2 separate regions of the Mus musculus genome follow, and region 2 is linked to region 1. The links are chromatin contacts, called in public Hi-C maps. All regions are on one chromosome and are shown on one strand. Each heading gives the region's core, a stretch centred on a gene start, on an enhancer-like site or on the middle of the called end of the contact. The rest is flanking DNA. Distances are from core to core; before and after follow the strand shown. Region 1 has its middle 15 kb from the start of Gm12069. Region 2 overlaps 5730522E02Rik (RIKEN cDNA 5730522E02 gene).

The links. Hi-C and Micro-C count contacts between places; a contact is called where the count stands out from the background.
Region 2: a Hi-C map of B cells shows a contact between it and region 1, with 3 times the contacts expected there. The contact joins two enhancer-like sites. A contact is called at or near these places in 5 of 484 Hi-C or Micro-C datasets (B cells, cerebellar granule neurons, cerebellum and 2 more), 2 of 115 datasets of contacts at active chromatin or transcription factors (SST interneurons and embryonic basal ganglia) and 2 of 9 other capture datasets (embryonic tail and embryonic trunk).

Annotation. Positions count from the first base shown.
Region 1 is chr11:25,282,911-25,290,119 of GRCm38.p6, forward strand. No RefSeq gene overlaps it. Among named protein-coding and RNA genes, the nearest start is that of Gm12069, 15 kb to the right of the region's middle. Within about 2 kb of position 5,576, at least 13 of the 459 cell types and tissues checked have an H3K27ac peak or open chromatin away from gene starts, as enhancers often do. A contact at or near this core is called in B cells and SST interneurons, where this site is marked.
Region 2 is chr11:25,844,976-25,851,993 of GRCm38.p6, forward strand. All of the region lies in intron 2 of 5730522E02Rik (RIKEN cDNA 5730522E02 gene), which reads right to left. Among named protein-coding and RNA genes, the nearest start is that of Gm51856, 65 kb to the left of the region's middle. Within about 2 kb of position 4,341, at least 34 of the 459 cell types and tissues checked have an H3K27ac peak or open chromatin away from gene starts, as enhancers often do. A contact at or near this core is called in B cells and SST interneurons, where this site is marked.

The DNA of each region.
Region 1 (7,209 bases), core at 4,326-6,825:
CTCTCAGGATTCAGTAACTTCAACAACAAAGGTTTATTTATTAATATTGCATAAGGCTCTTTGTATCTAGTCTACAAGGAAAATAAGTTGATAATTCCTCTATTACCTTCCAATCAAAGAAAGATGATAATAGCATGTGTATAAGATCTCATCTCTAACACCACCTAGCCTGAATTGTCACACAAATTATTCTATATAGACTTCATTGGCCTTAAGAAAGCCACTATCTAACATAGTATTACAAAGTAAAATCATACTACATGCTCAGAAGAGATCAAGATATTTGTAAATAAATCTACAGATTATAATAACATTGCTAACTTTATTTCTTACTTTAGGAAGACACTTTTCATATAAGTTAGTGAGTGAGTTTTAGATATAGTCTGTACTTTTGCAGTTTCAGATATATATTCTTCCTGATTTTTTAAAAAAATATTTGATTTCTAAATCTGGGTGTAGTGAATAAACCTGTATCTCAGAACAATGAAGACCAAGCCAAGAAGACTGTAGCAATTTTGAGGCTGAGCAAAGCTACAAAGTAAGTTAATAACCAGTCTGGGCCAAAGAGTAAAATCCTGTCTCAAAAAAAAATAAAATAAAAATAAATAAATAAATAAATAAATAAATAAATAAATATTTCTATCTTAGCCATAGTTTTCTGTGGAAATATATACCATCATGTTTAAAAGAAGTTAATAAACATTTGATGTCTCCAGATATTACATTTTATTGACTGAATGTTGAAAACATGGTGCATTAGCTAATACTTGCTCATTATGTCTTGCAAACTATCATTATGTGAATAAGAGCTCAGAAATGCACACCCAGTTGCTCAGTGCTGACATTCTGTTGCATTTTGTTTTGGTAAATCTCCACCCAAATATGCCCTGGCAATGGAAACAGAACTCAGTTAATATGAATACATGCTGTGAGCCTAGACTGGACAGATCTCCAGCTACACTACCATCTTCCATATCTATGAGACCCCTTAGAACTTGCAGTTTCTCCAGACCATGTGCTTCTGCTTCACTTTTCTTCCTCTTCCTCTTCCATTTTCTTTTTCTTCTCGACCTACCTTCCGCTCCACCTTCCCTTTTATCTGCCCAATCATCAGCTCTCCTGTATTTTACAAATTAAGGTGGGAAGCAGGCTTACAGGAAATCACCTGAGTGCTGACTCGTTCCTTGTTCACAACCACTCACAGGAGAACGGAATTAACATGAAATATAATTAGCCCCAGGGTTGTCCACAACAGAGATTTTATATATATATATATATACACTTATACATATATATATTGTATTACTTCGGTAAAATTGTCTCATTCTTCTTTGATTATTTCCATGTGGCTTTTTTTCTGTTCTTTTTTTGCTAGTAGTTTCAAATTTTTTATCCTTTATTCTTCCCTTTTCCATTTTGATTTCGTTCCTAGTCTCTCTCCCCTCTTTTTCTTCTCCCTCCTTTGCTTCTCACTCCCCTCTGCTCACTCCCAGTCTTTCTTCATTCTATGACTCTTTTGGTTAATATGGCAACATTGGCTTTTTCATTAGATTAAGGAGATCCTGTAATTGGCTCTGAGGATGTCCATCTTCCATCCCCATTTCTAGTTCTTACTTGCTTCAAGCTTTGTTTTATTTTTTTCTATTATATCTTTTTTCTAGAATACTTGGTTATATTTTTATTTTACTTCTTTCCATTTTATGACTGATTTATACTAGTTTAATGGTTCCACTACATATTTTAGCATGCAAATGTAATCTGTGAACCTATGTCAGTAACTTACCTTCATTCTAAGTGTGCCCGAGCTTCTAGAGATTTTAATATGTAACACCTCCCTCCATTTACATTGTTTACTTTATTGGTTTTGTCTATTAATTTTTCACCACTCAGAGACTTTGTCACTATGAATTTGTGCAGCCAAGGTCTCCACATTTTCCACATATTGCCACTTTCTTTGCTCTTGATTTATCCTTGTTTCTAAAATGAACATCTGGAATCACTTTCCATCTCTGTGAATTACATTCTTTTAAAGTTGTTAAAGGGAATCTGTGGATAGTGAACTATTAGTTTCGTTTCTTCCAAATACCATGATTTAACCTTGTTTCTGAAGACACCGCGATCCACGCACAATCTTCATTAACAGGTATTTTCTTCAAGCACACGAGGTCTTGTAGTTTTGCTCTAGGGAAGTTACCTGTTAACTCATAGAACCACTGAAAGTTTTCATTTGCTATTGGTGTTCAATATGCTTATGTGGTTGATGCTGTGCAGTTCTGCACGTTTAAGTATTATCTCCTCAGTTATAAGTTCATGGAGCTTAATTAGTCTGAGAATTATCATTTTCAAAAAAATAATTTCTGCAAAATTCCTGATTCTTAAACTTTACAATATTATTTTAGTGCCTTTTTCTTTTGAAAAGGGATTTTTCAACTTAATTTTTGAAACAAAATTAAGCATATATTAGAACTGTTTACTTCCCATTTTGACTTGACTCTTTAGGTTTTTATATTTCTTTGCTTTCTCTTCAGATGTATCCTAATGCACAGAAAATCCATGTCTTTTTACTTGTTCAAATGTTACATCTATCCTTTGGGTTACTTATCGTTTTTAGAACGTTTGTTTGTTTCTTTCTGAAATAAACTTCACATTTTACAACCTCTAACTTTTTCACAATTTCACTCTCTCAGCTCTCTTAGTAATACAGATTTATTTTATACTCTGTAAAATATATTTCTGATACATGCTATTTGTGACATTTTTGGCAGATTGTCTTGCCCATAATGTTTAATGGTTGTCACTTACAGTGTCCCATTTCCTTGTCTATTTTGCACATATGTCTTTATAACTTCAGTGTGGGAATTTTTAAAGCCTGTATCTAAAGATGTGTTCTGCCAGAAAGAAAAAATCACAGCCTTGTGTGTTTATTATTAGTGTGAGATGCTCACTAATTCTCTCTTTCTCCCTTTCTGTTTCCCTACCTATGTATATTCTGTATTGCTACATAACATATGTGTATATTCATGTTTGAGCATGCAGTCTTCTACTTATGTGTATTCTGTATGTGCTACATAATATATGTGTATATTCATGTTTGATCATGCAGTCTTCTACCTATGTATATTCTGTATGTGTTACATATGTGTATATTCATGTTTAAGCAGTTCTAGGAACTGTGGATCACTTGTTCAGGCCATGGTGGAATTATGGCTGACTTATTCATGTCATGGTGGAACTCTAAATTTTGCTGGTGACTGGGATGCATTGACTTGTATTTTACATAACTCTGAGTATGTGGGCCATGGAGGGACTGGTTATTCACAGCAGTGTTTCATACTGTATTTTCCACCTAAGGTGCTCACTAAATGTTATCCTCCCAATAAGTTCAAAGCCACAAACCAGAAAACAAAAGCAAAATTATTTGGAACAGAAAGTACTATCAAGGCAAAGTCAGAGTCAGGATCTCCTACTCATTTCTCTTTCTTTCTTTTACTTAAGGTTTGGTGCTTTACTGATTAACTTTTAACTTAGCATGTTATTAAAAGATGAATATTTATATCCATCCATATATATATATACATACATATATAAACATACATACATACACACATACATATATATACACACATATATATACATGCACATATATACATACAAATAAACATATACATATACATACCAACACACACAGGCACGTGCATATACACACCAACTGTATTTACTTTTGGCAAAAGTAGTTGTTGCCCATAGCTCTCCATCTGTTTTTTTCTTTTCCATCAACTCATCCTTTGTATTATGTTTATTCATCTACTGCATGGTCTGGGTGGACATAATAGGTGAAATTATTCCATTTCTTAGAACCATTTTAACAGAAAGGTGGTGGAAGAGACCCTGATTCTTCCAGAAGTCATCATATTCTTCGAAGGCCTTTCTCATTACTCCTGGTGAGTAATGTAGCATGTTCTAAATGGGTCTTGGATATCAACACTTTTAGCTCTGCTCATGGTGAATGCCCTGTGGCCTCCTCCTCTCTTCTTGGACCGCCTTCTTCCTACTTCCCAGGAACTGTAGGCACTTCCTGGGTTTCCTTTGGTGAGGAGCTTCTTACAGGAGAACTCTCACATAGATATGGCACAGGAAGAAAAGCGTGCCATTAGACAGCAAAGCTGAGGATGTGAGTCGCTGGATTCAGAACCCTGCTTAATGAGACCTGGCCACTGACTCTCCAGCTCACTCCTGTGCAAGCAAACCTAAATGGCCACAGGATTCAAACCACTCCACACACTGAGCACGGTAAGAGAGGCTAAGTCTGCTGTTACATCACTCTGTTGCTCCTGCATCCCCATAACACACATTACAGCCATGGCATTTTTACCCATGGACACTGACCCAGTATGAAAAAATAAAAATAAAGTTTTTGCCAGGCTATAGAAGTCCACAGGGACTCACTGTACTGGACTTTGTCCTAACACCACACTTCAATCAAAAACTTTTTGTACAAAATGTCACTTTCAAAGTTGTGGTTTGGGGGGGAAAAGTATCTTTATAAAAAATTCATGGCTACAATGATCTGATAATGCAGTGTTCTGATACCAGCAGATGTTTTGTCTAACATGTTCCCTGAAGCTGTACTCTGTGCCTTCATATCTTTCATTTCCAGTTGCTATCTGCTGACTGTGGGATGTCATGTACGTACCCTATAGCTATGCGCGGCAATTCGCATCTAACACCACCACGCGTAATGAGCTTCACAAGATGCTTGTCGCAATAACTCCGTACTTCCCTAACCATATGGAACACAACACTCTAAAGCCCATAGACACTTTTTTTTATTACAGTTCAGATCCTTAAAACATAATCTGTGTGATGTCTAGTGAGTGTACGTGAAGAGCTGCTGAAAACAAAGTTAACACTTGCTCACATCATCTGTTACAAATGTCCAATTTGGGACAATAAATTTCCTCAGAACCTGTTGTTTTGCTGACTCGATGCTTTATCCTTTTTTTTTCCCTCTTTCTCTCACATCGTTTTTTTTTATGAACTATGCATATGTATTAAATGGGATTTGTTGTCCCTAGATACCAATTTGCATAAAGTACAAGCCATCATTGGTTGGAGAGAAGCAAATTACTTCTCCGGCAAGATCACACTTTTTTTTTTTTTTTAATTTTAACAAACCACAGGCAGAGGCTGTTAACAGTACTTAGCCAGATATGCAAAGTATCACTTTTCTCAAAAGCAGTTTGATCAATGAGGGGGAAGATGGAGAAAGTGAGAGGTGATAGGATTCAATTAAGTCCCACAGAAAGCTGACCCTAAGAGAGATGGCCACGCCTGCTCAGCTACCTGTCCACTGCCTGTTACCTGAGCCTCCTTTTTTTTCTCCTTCAGTGCATGTAGGTAGGTATTCAAGGCTTCTGAGGGGGAAAAAATCAAGACTTAGCAAAGAAGTGAGACCAACTCAGCAGCTTTTAAAAATAACACGAATCTCTCAGTTTCGTTCTCTGCTCCGCAGAAAGCACGTCAGTTTTGATTTATTTCCTTTTCAAGTTTCCCTTGCCTTCTCTTTCCTTTGCAACTTAATAGTCAAACAGCTTCCTGTCAACAGCTCTGCTTGCAATTGCTGACTCCCAATGTCCTCGAAGCTGCAAGTACGACCTGCACCCCCACCTCTGCCCACCATGAAAAGCAGATTTCCCTTACAGATTCAGGGAGGTGCGGGGCTTGTGGACAGAGCCCTGGTAACCAAGTACGCGCTAGTCCATGTTTCCTCCTACGCCCTCATCATGTCTGTACACCTGCGACCGGTCCACAATTGCCTGGGTGATAATGCGGAGGCTAGCAAACTCCAGCTTGTCCCTCTGCTAAGCAGAGCTGTGCAGTTTTGCTAAATAAAGAAACAAACAGCTCTTCCAGCCAAGAATCACAGACAACTTATGGGGGGAGGGGGAGGGGAGAGATGGAAGTTGTGAACCTTAGAAACAGCTGGGATTAAATGACACTCTAACTTTGGACAAACTTGCCACAGGAACTTCAAGAACTAGATTCGGATTTAGACACATGTCTCAGTTCAGGTTAGGATCTAGTTGCTTTGTTGTGTGCTACAAAAATAATTCAGTTTTTAATGTAAGGTTCAGTTGTTCTAACTTGAGTGTGTGTAGCTTCCTTACAGAGCAGACACTTGTTTTAACTATCATAACTTCTAAAGATAAATGAATATTCCTTAGTTAATTTTGTTCCCCTTTCTGGGAAAGCATTGTGTTTCTTATTGACCCTATTGCTTTGTCAGAAGGCCAAACAGCACTGGAAACAATTAAGTGAGAAGCCAGCTCGCTAGTGATGTCAAGGTGCTCACAACTCCCAATAATGTCTTTGAAGATGTTAAAACGATAACTTGAGTAGCAGAAGGTGGAGACTTTGAGTTGGGTGGCAGTGCCCCGTACTCTATGCTCTCGATGCCTTGAAACTGCTTCTTAACAGTGCCTAACATTATTTTTTAAACAAATCAGTGAATGATGCTCTTATGAGCTAATAGACATGTTGAGTCCTTGATTTAGACTCCTGTGACTTTGACGGAGAGAGCAAGGGGATGAAGAAAGTCAGATAAATGCATGGACACACAGAAAGGCTGGGATTAGATTAACTGGGAGGGTGGATGGAGAAACCACAGCACTCTGGAAGTTCAACGTGTTTCTTACTAAAGAGGCAGAGTTACTGAGTACAGCTGAAAAAGGAGGCAGGACTATTATAATCAGACAAATAAGGAGGCAGAGTCTACGGCATATAGCTGGATGTAGGTGACTGGTTTAGCTAACCTCAGTAGGTGCAAGCTCTGCTATGTATGTTAGCAGTCTTTAGGCCATAAATACTTGGTGTAGGCGGGGGATAAAGCTCTGGTGCCCATTTTCAGCAAGCCTGTGACACCCTCCCTCAGTCCCCTGCGGAAGGCATTGCCATCCCTCTGAGCCTTCTGCTATGGCTCCCTGACCTGGCTGTGCCTGTGCCAACAGCACACATCCACTTAGGTCTTCTCTCACTCACAGCTTTCAGTACTTCTCATGTGAACAGACACTGGAAATGGTCTGGTCCAAGGTAACTATTTATGTACTAATACAAGTAGAATAAAAATATTGGTAAAATTTCAGCCACATAAATCTCTCAAGTTTATCACAGAGACAGTTTTTTGAGTACCTCTTCCAAGAGATAAATTAG
Region 2 (7,018 bases), core at 3,091-5,590, 560 kb after region 1:
TGGAAAATATTTTTGTATCTGCATATTAATTCTCTAATTTTTTACCATTTTAATAATATTCATGTATTTTCTTGGCTAGAATAAATTGTCATATTACTTTAAGGTAATAAAAATGTTCTATTTTTACATTATTATATTTGTCTTTCTCTAATGGCAATGGTTAGGTTATCTACCTATAGCAAGCTCTGATGGTTGACATCCTTCACTTGTTTCCAACATAAAAAATGAAATTTATAAATTTGATGGGCTTTGTGATATGTGGTGACTATGTTCCTAAATATTATAAAATCGAGAATGAGTACTAAATTGTAAAACATGCCTTTTAAGTACCTATGAAATAATTACAAGAAAGGTCTTTGCTTGGTATTTCATATCATTATGCTGAACCATTTTAAGATATGATTTTCTTTCATTATAATGATAGAGCCAAATCCTCATATTCTTTAAGTTTTAGAAAGAACCAGAGGGATTTTGGTCTAGAACAGTAATTAACAATTGGTTTGCTTTTATGACTAATAGAGAGCTTGAAAATAGAATAATATAATAATACCAGTGACACCAGGGAAGATTCAGAGGATAATGGAGCCTGACTGACATCCCTGTGCTTGTTAGGTTGAACAAGGAGTCCCATGAATTCGAGGTGATTTTAGTCTACATAATGAGACCCCATCTCAAAAACAAAACAAACAAACAAACAAAAACAAACAACAATAAAACAAACCAAGCAATCAAAGCTCTATAAAGCTATGGGTGGTGTCTGTGTGTCTAAAGCTAAGATCTGTGAGCACAGCTCCTTCCTTCCTGTCTCACCTTGGCCTTTGCTCTTGCTGATGCTTTACAGTGTGGTTCCTTTTAAAATATATTTTGCAATTTTCCTTTTACCGACATTCTAAAATTTAGCTTAAGCAACATTGCAATCATTTATGAATCCACACAGAGTTAACTGGTCTTGTTTTTACTTGTTCTATGGAATATTCCTTAAAGACATTTTATGACTCTTCTAGAATAAAGCTCAGTAAAATATATTACCTATATTTTTAAAAAATAATTTTGCAAGTCACCCAGCTGTCAGGAAGACTCGTGCTTCTTTTCCCACAATTTTGTTCGGCTATTCTTAGTTTTCTTCTCTACTTTTATCTGGAAAACCTTAGCTAAAGGCTGAACTACTGAAATTTTTATCTGAAGTTTTTCTAATTCATTAAATTTTATCCTTGTATTTCTGATGTCCCTTCTTGCTATCTGGTAGCATTTTTTCCATATAAGAAGGTAAGGCTATGGGTTTGACTTAATACTGTTTCAACTAGATCTCATCAACTAATAAAATGCTGTTATTTTCTTAAATATGCTCTGAAATTTTGGGTTACATTTCCTCTTTAGACCTCAAGCTAAGACATTTTTCCCTAGGGACTAGCAAATTTTATTTTCTGTTTTCCCATAATTTTCATTTTTCCTGGCTTGTGATAAAGAGCAGGCTGTGTTTTGCTGTTTACGTGTGTGTGCAGGTGCGTTTTTTTCAGGTGTTTAAAGCAGCAAGAGTTCTTGCTTATTAGGGAACTAATAAGTTCCTGGTTATTAGGGAACAATGTTTCTATTTGTATGAATTAGAATTTCATGGTTTACATTTTACCCCTCAGACAATGAGTTGAACAACTGCTGTTTCTATTTTTCTTTGCATATCATAATTTTACAAGTTGATACTATGGTATTAGTGGAATAGAAAATTATAACAATTATATCTTCATCCCAGGTTTCATTCTTCAGTGTTACAAGGTTTTTCTTGTCTTAACTACTTCCTGTGTCTCCTCTCTTCCTTGGTCCTCAGTGGCAGGTCACCACTCATCATTGTTGTATACATTTGGATATAAACATGTTGTTTACATTTGGATATAAACATATTGTTTACTTGTTCTTGCCTGTTGTTTATAAAGGCTCTTTTGTCTTATCTATGTCCTAGTGATATGTGACCACGTCTAGGGATACTTTGATTCATCCTGACTGAAATGGACAGGGTTGTTCTACTTAACACCAAGTAAGAATAATCTTGAGCTATTGCTAAACATTTAATGCACAGAACAACATAACTGTCGGCCAACCAACAATGCTGCAATACAGGATGGCTGTGCTCCATGGCAAAAGCTTGAATGCTTAGTGTTTTAATCATCAAGTTTGGATGAATTCTGGGGTGTTCAGGGTTTTGACTTTGCAAAATGCCTTTTTGGTCTACAGATGTGCTGAGCCATGTGCATAACTTCCTGTGTTGCATGTGGACCTTTGGTGTAGTTAGACACTTCCACCATTTCCTTGAGAGACATGTTTCCTCTTATGTCAGAATATTTTACATTTTGTTCCAGGTGTTTGGTGTTGTGTTTTGTTGCCATGAGTCTTCTTATACATTTATAGTTCTAAATATTTAAGAATGAGATTTAATTATTGTAGCTACCCCATTTTGTCCCATCAACTGGCCTCTGATTTTGAGACTATTTATCTGATACACTTATCCTCTGAGCAATGAAAGCCACAGTGTTACATTCATAGAGCTCTCCCTCAGTCAGTAAAGCACTTGCCTTGTACTCATAAAAATCAAGAGAGCCCAAGATTGTAGTCCCAAATGTTGTGTACAGTAAGACAGTTACATTTGTGGAACCAACTAGTAAGCCATAATCACCTAACTGCTGAGTTCCAGGACAGTGAGACATCTTACAACATCTGAGGTTGGACACTACATTTCACACACACACACACACACACACACACACACACACACTTACACATGCACACATACAGACACATACACACAAAGCCATACACACAGAGGCACACACATAGACACATACACATACACACATACAAATACACACACATATGCAGAGGCTGATAGTCAAATCCGGGACATAATACATGGTAAACAATTTCTCTACCCTCCTGCTACATCCCCAGCCACACATTTTTGTATTCATTTTTGTAATATCAAGTGATCTTGCTTTTATAAGTTAATTTATCAGCAGATTACATTCATCAACTTGCAAACATCATACTTCTTTTAATTTCCATTTGATTTTTTTAATCACTATTTTGTTTGTATATTATTTTTACAAGGATGTACTTGGCAGAAAAGAAAAAAAGGAAGGAAGGAAGGAAGGAAGGAAGGAAGGAAGGAAGGAAGGAAGGAAAAAGGGGGAGAGAGAGAGAGGCAGAGACAGATAGAGACCGACAGAGACAGAGAGATGACAGATTAAAATTCTCAACCCTTCCACACACCCACTTTTTTTTTTAATTTTTTTATTACATATTTTCCTCAATTACATTTCCAATGCTATCCCAAAAGTCCCCCATACTCTCCCCCCCCCCACTTCCCTACCCACCCATTCCCATTTTTTGGCCCTGGCGTCCCCCTGTACTGGGGCATATAAAGTTTGCGTGTCCACACACCCACTTTTGAGAGTGTAGTTTGTGTGTGTGGTGACCTTGAGCACCTCTGCCAGGAGAGCAGCCTTGTTTTGTGCCCCTCCCTCTAGCTCCACTCAGAGTTCCAGCATGTCCATGGAGGGTCACTGCTGTTTGGAGTGTTTGAAACAGCTGTTTTATTGTCTTAATCCTTCATTCGTATTTTCGTAAGTCTTCTATAGACTTACTGTATTATCTGTGGGAGCTAAACTTTGCTGTGGAGAAGTTTGGAATCAGCCTGATTTTTAATCTATTATAAGTGTGTCAATGTTTTTTTCTTTTCTTTCTTTTTTCTTTTTTTGCCTTTCTGCCTCACCTTTTGTGAGATTGTGTTTGGTATTTATTGCCTAAAATGGGCCAAGGTTTCCGGGATGTATGCCCCTTCAACGCATAGATTTGTTTTCTTTGAAGCGAATTTCATCAACTTGTATCCTTAATTAATCACTGCATTAGTACCAGGTTTTCTTCCATACGGAATTCAAATAAGCATATGGGAGCCGGGCCCTCATTACCTTTCTGCCTAGTTCATTTCCTTTGCTGTCTTCTTCACTCCCCTCGGTGCAGCAGGCAGTGCTCTCACAGTCCTCCCCTGCTAGTGAACCCAGCGCTTGCCTGGGTTTCAGTTCCTTGTTATTTTTCTTTCGCTTTCCCCCTGAGTTCTCTCAGCTCACTTTTCATTCCTTTTAACACATTTTCATCTCCTGAATTCCTGCATCGCATCTCTTCGAATTTACTCTAAAAAGTAAAAATAAGGACACGGGAACCAACGACATTCCTCCTGGTTAAATTGTAGCTGCATGGTGAAGGCTTCGTTCGGAGATACTCCTTTTTCCTCTAAGACAGTAGTGTCTCTGTGGTGACTCCTTGTCTGGTTTGTACTTTTGCGTTTGTGTGGCTTTCTGGAAAGCTGTCTATCATGGAGAAGGCAGGTGTCTCCCTGGCCAGCTAGTGTGCTCAGAGATCTGTTCTCCACTACGAACATGAGGCTTCCAAGCATAAGCTGTGCCTGTGGCTCTGGCTGTCCTGAAGCCCTGAGCCTGTCCAGCTCCTGACATGGCACTTCACACTGTCATCTCTTCACTTCCTTTGTAACTTTCTCTCTCCACATGTGTCCCTGCAAACAAGAAGCAGAGTCCTGCTGAGGAGTCACAGAACCTGGGCAACAGGATCTAGTTTTTGCTTTTGAGCTCCTCCACACAGCATAAGTGCAAATCCATTTCCTGGGGTAGGCTCTGCAAAGACCCCCGAGGGTGCATTCTAGTTAAACCATACAAATACAATACAAAAACTTTTATTTTCTTCTTGCTATGTTAATTTACAAGGGTGTCTAAGGTGGTGGAGGAAGTACAGAGTCTCTAGACACATGATCCCAGCATAGGTCTGTTTTCCTGATCATTTCTTAAGACCTTTGTTTTCTATTGGTACTGTATTTCCCCCTTAATTCACTTACTGTTCAGACCTGTGTGTAATGCTTTTGGACCATATTTGCCTTGCATCACTCCTTCCTTTCAATTTCTCCCCTATCTCCCACTTCCTGTCTCTTCCAACTTCTTGAGAGCTCTCCCACACACACCCATCAACTTAGTGTTGCTTGAATGTGTGTGGTTGGAGGAGAGAGGCTCCTACATGGAGCCTCTCAGGGCCTGCATGCCTTAAGGAAACCCTCTCCCACTCCAGCAGTCATCAATTGCCAATAGCTCCTGAAGTGGGATATGACCCTCCCCGACCCCCCATCAATGCTAGGATTTTCTCAGCTCTTTGTGTGTGTTTCGTTCTTGCAGTCACAGCTGCTGTGAGTTCAAGTGTGTAATTACACTGGCTTGCATAGCAAATATGTCTCTGCTAGAGACATATACTACCACTGCCTATTTTTAATCTTTGAACTGCCTCTTCTTCTATGATTTTAGAACTTCTGTGGGAGAGAGTATTTTAGAGATGACCCATTTAGAGCTGAACACTCCAGGACCTCTGATAGCCATCATGTTGACCTTCTGGTGTGGGAGTCTGTATAATCGCAGTCTACTGTAAACCCAAGTTTCTCTGATAGGGTTTGAGAGATATCCACCAGTGCAATGGTGGCATGAATGTTAGAGGAATGGCCAAACACTTCTTGATTTGATCTAAAGCCGGCTCTATGAGAAAGAACCCATGTCAAAGCATCCATGGCTGGTTGGTACATAGGCCCTAGTGGAGAACCTCATACTACCATTCTATTAAACAGGCATGGTTAAGCAATAGCATTTATCGTTCATAAAAGTTGGAAATATTTATCTGGAATTCAATCTTCTGCAGGGCTGTAGATTGAACCAAGACCTCATTCTTATTAAGCAAGGACTCTGACTCTGAGCCATTTCCCCAGGCACTTCTGTGAGGAAGAATTTTTGTAAATGTTTGAAATTAACCAAAATTCAATTATCATACCATCAAATCCGTTTCATTTTTCTACGTCCTCTTTGCTTTTAATACTGAAATGGTTTTCCTATACTTCTGCCTATAATGGTAACATAAATTCCATAGAGATAGTTCTTATTGGCTCTTTTTTTTAGATTTAACTTTTTAATTGATCATAAATATATGTTCATGTATTGTAAAAAGTAGATAATTAAATTTAATTATTTGGGACAATTTTTGCATTAATTATCCATTTTATATTAATTATCCATAAAATTGATACCTTTAATGAGGTATTTATATGAAGTTAAATTCTATACTTAAATGCTATTATACCTTGTCTATTTAATTTTATAACATCTTCATTTTTATTATAATGTTATGTGTTTTCTATAACTTTACCACATCACCTTTCTTTCTCAAAATAATACCCTTCTATGCTATAATTTTTTCATGAAAATTTATATTCAATTTTGAGATATTTATTGTATAGCTATGAAGGTGGGTGTGAAGATATAAATATACATTAGCATAAATGTATAAGGAAATACACATGACAGGAAAAATTAGGTTATATTTTGAAACACTAGCTACTTACTCAAGTGCATAGAAATTTAAAATAAAAAATAACAAATGGTTTGAACAGATTTTCCTCTTCCTGCCTCTATTAGCCTTCATCCAAGTCACAACATTTTTACATCATAATTGATAGTCATAAGCAGTGGAGGAGAAAAGGGTTTTTTTTTTTATTTTAAAATAAAATTTGTTTTTAATCTCTCCATATTTCCAACACTGGCTACTTAAGGTTTTTGTTTTTGGTTTTTTTCCGTCAAATACATTCTAGTGATAGTTTGGGTACCAAAGGGTATTTAACTCATGAGTAAAGTCCTCTCTAAACAGGCCTGAGGACCCGAGCTTGATGCCCAGACTCTTAACTGTTGCCTATGTTCCCATGTACGTCACATGCACATACAATAACAATAAAGTAAACATTTAAAGAACTAGACAGGTGACAAGGTGACATAAACTAAGGAAGTGATTTAGTAAATAGAGACAGAAAGAGTGAGAACTTAGCATGTAACAAGTAATTTTAAATTTTGTGATGTAGTATTTTATACAACATAATACATTATTCCTAAGATAAACCTCAGCCATAAACCAATCATAACACTTAGAGGTAGTA